Regions from separate parts of the Hordeum vulgare genome. Here regions 1 and 3 are each linked to region 2. The links are chromatin contacts, called in public Hi-C maps. All regions are on one chromosome and are shown on one strand. Each heading gives the region's core, a stretch centred on a gene start, on an enhancer-like site or on the middle of the called end of the contact. The rest is flanking DNA. Distances are from core to core; before and after follow the strand shown.

Region 1 (2,801 bases), core at 158-2,657, 220 kb after region 2:
AAGAACCAAGTTTATCATTGGAAACGGAGAGTCGACGAGATTCTGGGAGGATACGTAGTTAGGGGAGACGCCTCTCGCCATCGAGTATCCTCACCTATATAATATTGTTCAACGTAAAGAAGCTTATGTTGCTACAGTATTACGGTTTGTGCCTCTAAATATACAATTTCGAAGGTCTTTAGTTGGTGATCGGTGGAATGAGTGGCTGCATCTTGTCAGACGGTTGATGAACATCAATCTCTCTGATTTGCAAGATAGTGTTCATTGGAAGTTGAACAGGAATGGCATTTTCTCGGTAAAATCTATGTATTTAGATCTCATAGATATAGTGCCAATACGAAAGTCAATTCATATTTGGAAGGTCAAGGTCTCGTTAAGAATACAGGTTTTCGTGTGGTTTGTTCACAAAGAAGTTATTCTAATGAATGACAATTTGGCAAAATGTAATTGGGCAGGTAGTCAAAGATGCAGCTTTTGTGATCACAACGAAACTATCAAGCACCTCTTTCTTGAATGTCCGATGGTTAGGATCCTATGGCGCTCACTTCATATAGCCTTTAATATCAACCCTCCTAATAGTATACACACGTTATTCGGGACGTGGTTAAATGGGATAGAGATAAACACTGCAAAGCACATACGGTTGGGAGTATGTGCATTACTTTGGGCTATACGGAAGCACATGAATGATTTTATGCTTAACAGACAAAGTTCTATTAACTTTTTGCAGGTTATCTACAGAGCCACTGCCATGATCCGTATGTGGTCGTTACTCACTCATGCGGAAGCCAGGGAGCCTTTGATTACTCGGTGTGCCTGTTGGGAGATGGTAGCTCGAGATATCTACAACCGGTTTGGATGACAGTCGAGTAATATGATAGGTGGTTAGTCATCTAGGCCTATTTCAGCCGGTTGTGGCTTTTTTGATGTTTATTCCTTTCAACACTTTGGGTCACTTTTTGTTGTATTGCGGACATGTTTGTGGATTTGTTAAATAAATGACTGCATACATCTATTGATGTAGAGGTCGACTTTTTCTAAAAAAAAGTCTTTATTTCCATATACTGTATCTTGTATATAATAAAGACTGCGTTATAGGGTGAAGTCCCATGTCCCTGCCTAACTCCTGTCTGAGGAAGGAGAAAGAGAGAGAGTTGATAAACCATCAAACACATGCAATTGAAGAGCTGATCTTATCAATCAAGCAGTTAAGCAAGCATGTATCCCATTAATTGCGGGCATGAGATTGGCAGGGGAGACTAGTCACATGATCCCATCTTTAAAAACCACCAAAACAAACAAACAAAGCCTTGATAAAAGCTGCCCATCCAATGAGTATATGAGACACATTCCCCCTTCAAAGAAAGGGAGCCACACCCACGCACCGATGCAGCAAGCACAAAAGCAAGCAAAGAGATATAGACAAAGCCCTTTTTTTCACCCTCTCTCCCCACCCCTCCCCTAGCTATATATGATCCCCTCATGCCCCAAGCCTTTCTACAACACAAGCACAATGCACCTTCACCTTTCCACCCCATAAAGCCTCCGTTGGCACCCCTATCCCACTAAGGAGCAAAAAGAGAAGAGGGAAAGGAAGCAAGCCAAAGGCCGAGGCCGAGGCCAAGGCAACGTAGCCGGTTGTGTGCAAGGCTACTCACGTACGTAGCTAGTAAGGGCTAGCCCTTAAAACAACAACAAGAAGAAGAAAGCCCCCAACACTTATGGCACTAGTCAAGAGCCACCACCAAATGTTGGCCTCCTCCTCCACCTCCTCGTCCTCCCCCTCCTCCCAGCAGTTGCAGCAGCTGCAGCAGACGCAGCCGCCGCCGCCGCCGCCCCTGGCGCCGCCTCCGCCGGCCACCGACCAGCCTTCCCCCGCCAAGCGCAAGAGGCGCCCTCCCGGCACGCCAGGTACGTAACGTGGATCATAACGTATATATGTGGACCGATCGATCATGTATGGATCGGTCAGCACCTTGTTAGTGCGCCATGGATTCATTGGCTGACACTTACGTACGCACACACATGTGCATTTGGTACATTATTATCCAGACCCTGATGCGGAGGTGGTGGCGCTGACGCCGAGGACGCTGCTGGAGTCGGACCGGTACGTGTGCGAGATCTGCGGGCAGGGGTTCCAGCGGGAGCAGAACCTCCAGATGCACCGGCGGCGGCACAAGGTCCCCTGGCGGCTGGTGAAGCGGGCTCCGGCGCCGTCGGCAGGGGAGGACGGCGGCACGGGCACGGCGGGAGCGGCCGGCGCGACGACGGTGCCGAGGAAGCGCGTGTTCGTGTGCCCCGAGCCGAGCTGCCTCCACCACGACCCGGCCCACGCGCTGGGCGACCTGGTGGGGATCAAGAAGCACTTCCGGCGCAAGCACGGCGGGCGGCGGCAGTGGGTGTGCGCCCGCTGCGCCAAGGGCTACGCCGTCCAGTCCGACTACAAGGCGCACCTCAAGACCTGCGGCACCCGCGGCCACTCCTGCGACTGCGGCCGCGTCTTCTCCCGGTACGTACCATCGACGACGACGACGTTACTCCTCTATATACGTCGTCTATGCCTCATGCATCTGACGCGCGCGAGCTAACTACTCGTAAGTTGCAGCATCATGCACCGCGGGTCGGGACGTACGTACGTCGATCATACGTACTTGTCGCACGAGAACGAACTAGAGTTATTATATACCGGAACACCAAAGGTCTTGATTATATAGTATGTTTTTTGTGGGAGAAGTAGAGCCATGGAGATCGATCCATCCATCCATCGATAGGTGGGTGTGTGGATGGATATAAGACAAAAG
Region 2 (2,953 bases), core at 310-2,809:
AGGCCTGGTCGCCCGCGTGAGTTTCTCCTCCATCAGTTGCCTCTACCATTGGCACGTCCACAGGGCCGACCTATGCTGAGCTCGTTCAGTCGGCTGCAATGGTGGGCATCTCCTCCTTCTGTTGGAAGGATAGACCATCCCAAGAGGCTTTGGAGCTCAAGGCGTACATGACGGGTGTGGTGCAGAAAGGAGATAGAGAGGGGAGGAGTGCGACTGTGCTGCCGGCTTGGAGGGTTAAATAGCGGGCATAGGGCATGCCAGGTGCTGAGGTTCTTAATGCTGGGCAGTCGATGGACCGACGTGTGGGGGCTGAAGTAGGTTCCTCGGCAACCGCGTACGCTTAATGAAGGGAGATGAATGGACTGGTGCCGTTTGAATGAGGAGAGATCTAGCGTGCATCGGGAAGCAACGTGACGACGTTCTCGGCCAGCGCGTCGTTTCCATGCCGTCTCCAGTGATAGGTCGCGTCCGTTCTGGACAGATATGAATGCGGCGCTGACGGTCTGAAGAGTCGCTGACCAGCATCAGACAGGAAAGCACACGTGCGAGGAGAAGATTTTTTGGTGGGCCAAGTTAATCAGACGCGAGTGTGACATCGGTTCGAACGCCCGCAAAGCTCCCCGGTTTTGTCTCCGATTTATGGAATAAAGTGCATCTGTATCGGTTGATGGACCGATATGTTGAATGGTAAAACATGCCTATATCACGTGATGAGATAGTTGCAAGTTGTTTAAGGGTAAGCGTTGGAGATGCCCTTATGGCCATTTCATAGGACAAAACAACACATTGTATTCCTATGCACATACAGTAAGGTGAAAAACCGTTCCATCATCTCGCTCCGATTCTCCCACACCAGCGGAATTGGCCACGGCTTTTTCATCACCGCAATGAGTGCTTGTAATTTTTTTACTTCTAGTATTTTTTTGTACTACCTTACTTCTAGTATTTTTTTTGTACTACCTTACAATTAAGGACGAGGATTTATGGCACGCAAATTGCATGTCCATTTTGCCCGATTTTATTTTAGTTTTTGGTTTTTAAAATTAAATATTTTTTAAACAAAAATTCTGAATTAAGTCATGTTTTAATATTCGTGTTTCACTTGACCATTGCCTTCAAATAAGATTCATTTTGAATGTATTTTGCCGGCTTTTCAGAAAATATGTTAAGCTTCAATGTTGAAGCTTAGTACGAGCGATCAATACAAAATAATTATTTTGTGTCTACGACCAATAGAAAAAATTGTTTGAAAATATATCTCTGAAACTGGTTGGTACACGGCAGTTTTAGATAAAAAACCGTAAGTTCCATTGTTGAAACATTTTTCTTTTTTGAAGGGATTTTCTTTTTTACTGCGCTTGCGTGCAGGGTTGAACTACTGTGCAAATCACGAGAAAAAACGAGCAGCGGGGGACTTGGCAGTGAGTGCCCCACAGTCACATGTCCCTGCGCATTTCCGTGACAATTCACAAAGAAAAAGAACCTACTAGCGTAGTGTGACAAGACCCGGGGCACCGGTTTTCCAAACCCTTACCGCCACATGGGCTCCCATCCGTTCGTCTCCTTTTCCTTGGAAAGTTGGTGGACGGTCGCGCTCCAGAGATTGGACTACACCGGCAACCATCAAACCTCATATCTGGGCACCGGCCGAGACGCGAGAAATGTGGGCAAAAGAAGAGGAGGGCAGAGGGAGTGTAGAGAGTGACAGAGGGCAACACGTCGACGAACCCCGTAAATATCCCTGTCAGGACTGCATTTCACGGCCATCGCTTCTTCCTTCTTTTTCCCCTGAAAGCGCTCCCTGCCGGGACCGGGCCAGCTTCGGTCTTGATAAGAGACGCGGATGTGTGGTCATCCGTTGAGAGGGACAACCCACGATAGGGAGACGACAATGAGAATGTTTCCATTTCTGCAAGTGAGGTATAGACGAGAGACGATCGATTGCAACTTGCTAGCCTATGATAAGTACTCCCTCCGTTCGTAAATATAAGTCTTTTAAGATATTTCACTAGAAGTCTACATACGGAGCAAAATGAATGAATCTACACTTTAAAGTATGACTATATACATCCGTATGTAGTCCACTAGTAAAACCTCTAGAAAGACTTATATTTAGGAACGGAGGGAGTATGTAGTACTAGTATGTATGGCTGGTCTTATTTGCTAACCATACACTCGTGATGAGCAAAGATATGATGCTGTTCATTAGGGCATCTTCAACACTATCTTTTAAAATGGGCACACTATTTACCCGTAGATTAGTCTGAGCTCGTCTGCGAACACCATTACGGGAGCCGGCCATCCAACCCCGTTTCCTATACGTCCAACTTTGTCTTTTTTTTAAAATACGCAACAATTAAAGTAATAGTAGAAAATAACACAATGCACTCATAAATAACATGCAAATATCTCTATTATAATAATAGTTTAAATATAAATATTACATCCGAGATAATCGGATGATTTTTTTTTTAAATTCACCGATTCCAAATTCAACGATACTCAAGTTAGAATCTGTGCATGTCGTCTCACGCACAGTGTCTTTTGAGTTTCATCCAACAATGTATATGAAAGTAAATAGCTTGCCCTTAATTTTATGTTACAATACACAACGCGTCCGGGTTGTACAACGTAATGATTATCACGTTGCAACATTGAGTGAATCAATGAATTGATCAACCTGTAAAGCAATAAGAATCAAAAATTTATGATCTACATGGTTGACCAGCCTTGTGGTCACTTAGTCCCAACCTGTGAAACCGCACCGTAGAATTTTATGACGGAGTTGAGGATAATGTATCATTGATGTGCTAGAACCTTCACGCTGTGTTCATGGATCACATGCACGTTGCAGGGTGAAGTGCTTTCACTCTTGAAACGAAGCATGCACGTTTGCTGAAAAGTTCAAGCCCCTTGCCTCATGCCTACAAAATCTGCAGATACGATCTTTCAT
Region 3 (2,700 bases), core at 34-2,533, 180 kb after region 2:
GGAAGGAGTATATTAGGAAAAGAAATAGAGACCCAGCAAGCTATCATCCCGACTGTTCTTCGGCGGAACGGAATATATTCTTTCCGTTAGCCCGTACATAGCGACAAGCATATGAGCTTCCGGATGGCAAGCCGCAAACTGCTACATGCATGTAGCATATACGTGCATGAATAGTCAGATGACCAAATCATGGCAGAGGAGAAATCTAATCGGGCATGCATACGAATCTGGATAATGAACGATCCATATCAAGGAGCTGCCTTAAACAGGGAGGCGACACCCGACAGACAGATGAGACGTGGGCGCGCTGAAAAACCAGCTTACGTGCTTGTCAATTGTCATGCCCAATGTAGTTGTTGTGACTCTGGTGGTTAACATGAGTTTACACCTAGGGCCATGTAGCTGATTAATTTGTTTGAACTATTTTTAGATGGATATATTTCGGATATATATCAATACGAGAGCAAGGACGTCAACTTGGCCACTGGCATGCAACTAGGTTAGGAACTAGCTAGCACTGCTGTTGGGCTGTTCCTACTGGCCATATTGAAGTACGATTTTGCCGTTTCTTTCCTGTCATATGATACATCCTGTCTTGCCCTATATAGGGAAAAGGTGGACATGGTGTATGTCACTGCATTATCTTATTATCATATAGATTTTTGTAAAAATATACTCGCTCGGTCCGAAAATATTTATCATATAAATGAATGTATCTAAATGTATTTTAATTTTTAGATACGTTTATTTTTATCCATTTATATTATAAGTACAACACATATGGCCTCTTTGATTCGTGGGATTTTAAAAACACAGGAATAGGAAAAATAAAGGGTTGGAGTGGCATGTACATCTGAACCCTACAGGATGAGCAAGGAGCATTTGATGCCAGAGGAAAAACAAAGGAATTATAAAAAGAAGTTGAAGTAAATGTTAGATTTTCTATGAAATATAGTACAAAAGATTCCATATTTCTATGGGATCCAATCCAATAAATCAAAGAACCAATGTAGAGAAAAAATCCTAAAAAATATAATCCTTTAAAAATCCTATAGAATTCCTTTGAATCAAAGGAGCCCATAGTATTGCTTAGGAAGGAATTACCGCATGTATATAGCAAAGAGAGAAGCAGCATGATAGATGGAAAATAAACACAATCATGGTTCACTGGGTCACGTATCCTGTGCCTCGTAGTCATCATTGAGACTTACACGTCCAAGGAAGCAAATGGTGGCCACATGTTGCCATATCAGAGATGAGCAACCATCGGATTTGTTCATGGGGCCCATGCTTAAGTTCAAACGGGCCGATAGGACAACCTTGTGGACCAGGCCCAATAGTACCTCCTTATTCTTGACAAATTACTATAAGCTGTAGATTTCTGTACCGATGTCAATTATTCATTTTTTTCCAGATATAATACTTTTTTTAGTTTCCAGTTATAATATTAAGCTTGATAAGGACATGTGGACCTGGTCCTTAAAAAAAGACTCATATGTGGTTACTAAAACCAAAGTAACTACATGAGTAGCAAATGATTTCATAATTAAAATATACTCCCTCAGCTTATAAATATAATTATTTTTTGAGATTTCACTACATACAGAGCAAAATGATTGAATCTACACTCTACATTATGTCTATATACATTCATATGTAGTCTGTAGTGAAATCTTTAAAGGGACTTATATTTAGGAACGAAGGAAGTAGAAACAAATTTATGGAATGTGAATGGATTACTGAAGTTGCGTTCGCCAAAAACTTTTAATTTAAGAAAAGCAAGATGCTAATTAGAGGGCCTCATATACCTTACGGTGCTCTGAATCGAAGAAGAAACTGAAAGTGTGGCTGTGGGTAGCTTGTTGATCCGGGGTGCTGGCTAAGGGATATGGCCACACTGTGCAGCGATGCAAATTAGAACTGATCTTAGCCAGAAACTACTGGTTCTTAGTTGACATTTGGACCAAATTGTTTTCCAACCGTCCGAACTGACACAATTAGCACCGCCCTGCATGCATCTCCTCAGCACCACTAGTGCACTTTCAGTATTTTTAACCGATTCAATCGTATTATGTACTCGCTCAACATGAGGCTCGAGATGGCATTAATTGTTTTCCAACCGTCCGAACTGACACAATTACCACCGCCCTGCATGGATCTCCTCTCTTCAACTTCAGCACCATATACAGCTACAGGAACCAGTTAGCGATCAACACCATGCAGCTACAGTCTCTATTGCATAGCAGTAGCACTACACGGTAAGAACAGTGACACAGTGTATATGTGAAAACCAAGCCCATTGACCATGCATCAGGAACTCACACTGCAACACCATGAATGGAGCGAGATGGTAGACTGAAAAAGATCCGAAAGGCAGAATGATGCGCTGCAGGAAACGGCACCGACTCTGATGAACACCGTCTCCCCTCTCTTTTCTTCTGCTCCCCACTGCGGCACTGCGCCAGGCGAGCGAGTATAATCATCGCGAGCGTGGTTGCTGCTGCTTTTCCCTTCTTTTTTCACCGCATTCCCCTGAGCAAAAGCTCCAATGCACCACCTTGTACGCAGACACGCGCGCACAACTCTCTCTTTCCCTGCGTGCACAGTCGCTGCAGAATGCAGTCAGTGCAGGCGCAGGAGGCATGCAGCCTTGCCCTGGCCGGCCTGGTGTCCGGTGACCGCAGCTAGCGGCATAGGCCT

Evidence for each region. A called contact is a pair of places that touch in the nucleus more often than the background predicts.
Region 1: a Hi-C map of leaf shows a contact between it and region 2, with 4 times the contacts expected there. The contact joins the promoter of LOC123446730 here to the enhancer-like site in region 2. A contact is called at or near these places in 4 of 6 Hi-C or Micro-C datasets (leaf and seedling).
Region 3: a contact with region 2 is called in a Hi-C map of leaf, with 5 times the contacts expected there. The contact joins two enhancer-like sites. A contact is called at or near these places in 5 of 6 Hi-C or Micro-C datasets (leaf and seedling).

Annotation. Positions count from the first base shown.
Region 1 is chr4H:514,024,969-514,027,769 of MorexV3_pseudomolecules_assembly, forward strand. It overlaps LOC123446730 (protein indeterminate-domain 16-like), which reads left to right and starts at 1,408. Exons shown (of 3, transcript XM_045123282.1): 1 at 1,408-1,911; 2 at 2,053-2,509. The coding sequence starts at 1,722.
Region 2 is chr4H:513,802,847-513,805,799 of MorexV3_pseudomolecules_assembly, forward strand. No RefSeq gene overlaps it. Among protein-coding and RNA genes, the nearest start is that of LOC123446730, 220 kb to the right of the region's middle. Within about 2 kb of position 1,560, at least 3 of the 3 cell types and tissues checked have open chromatin away from gene starts, as enhancers often do. A contact at or near this core is called in leaf and seedling, where this site is marked.
Region 3 is chr4H:513,983,543-513,986,242 of MorexV3_pseudomolecules_assembly, forward strand. No RefSeq gene overlaps it. Among protein-coding and RNA genes, the nearest start is that of LOC123446730, 41 kb to the right of the region's middle. Within about 2 kb of position 1,284, at least 2 of the 3 cell types and tissues checked have open chromatin away from gene starts, as enhancers often do. A contact at or near this core is called in leaf, where this site is marked.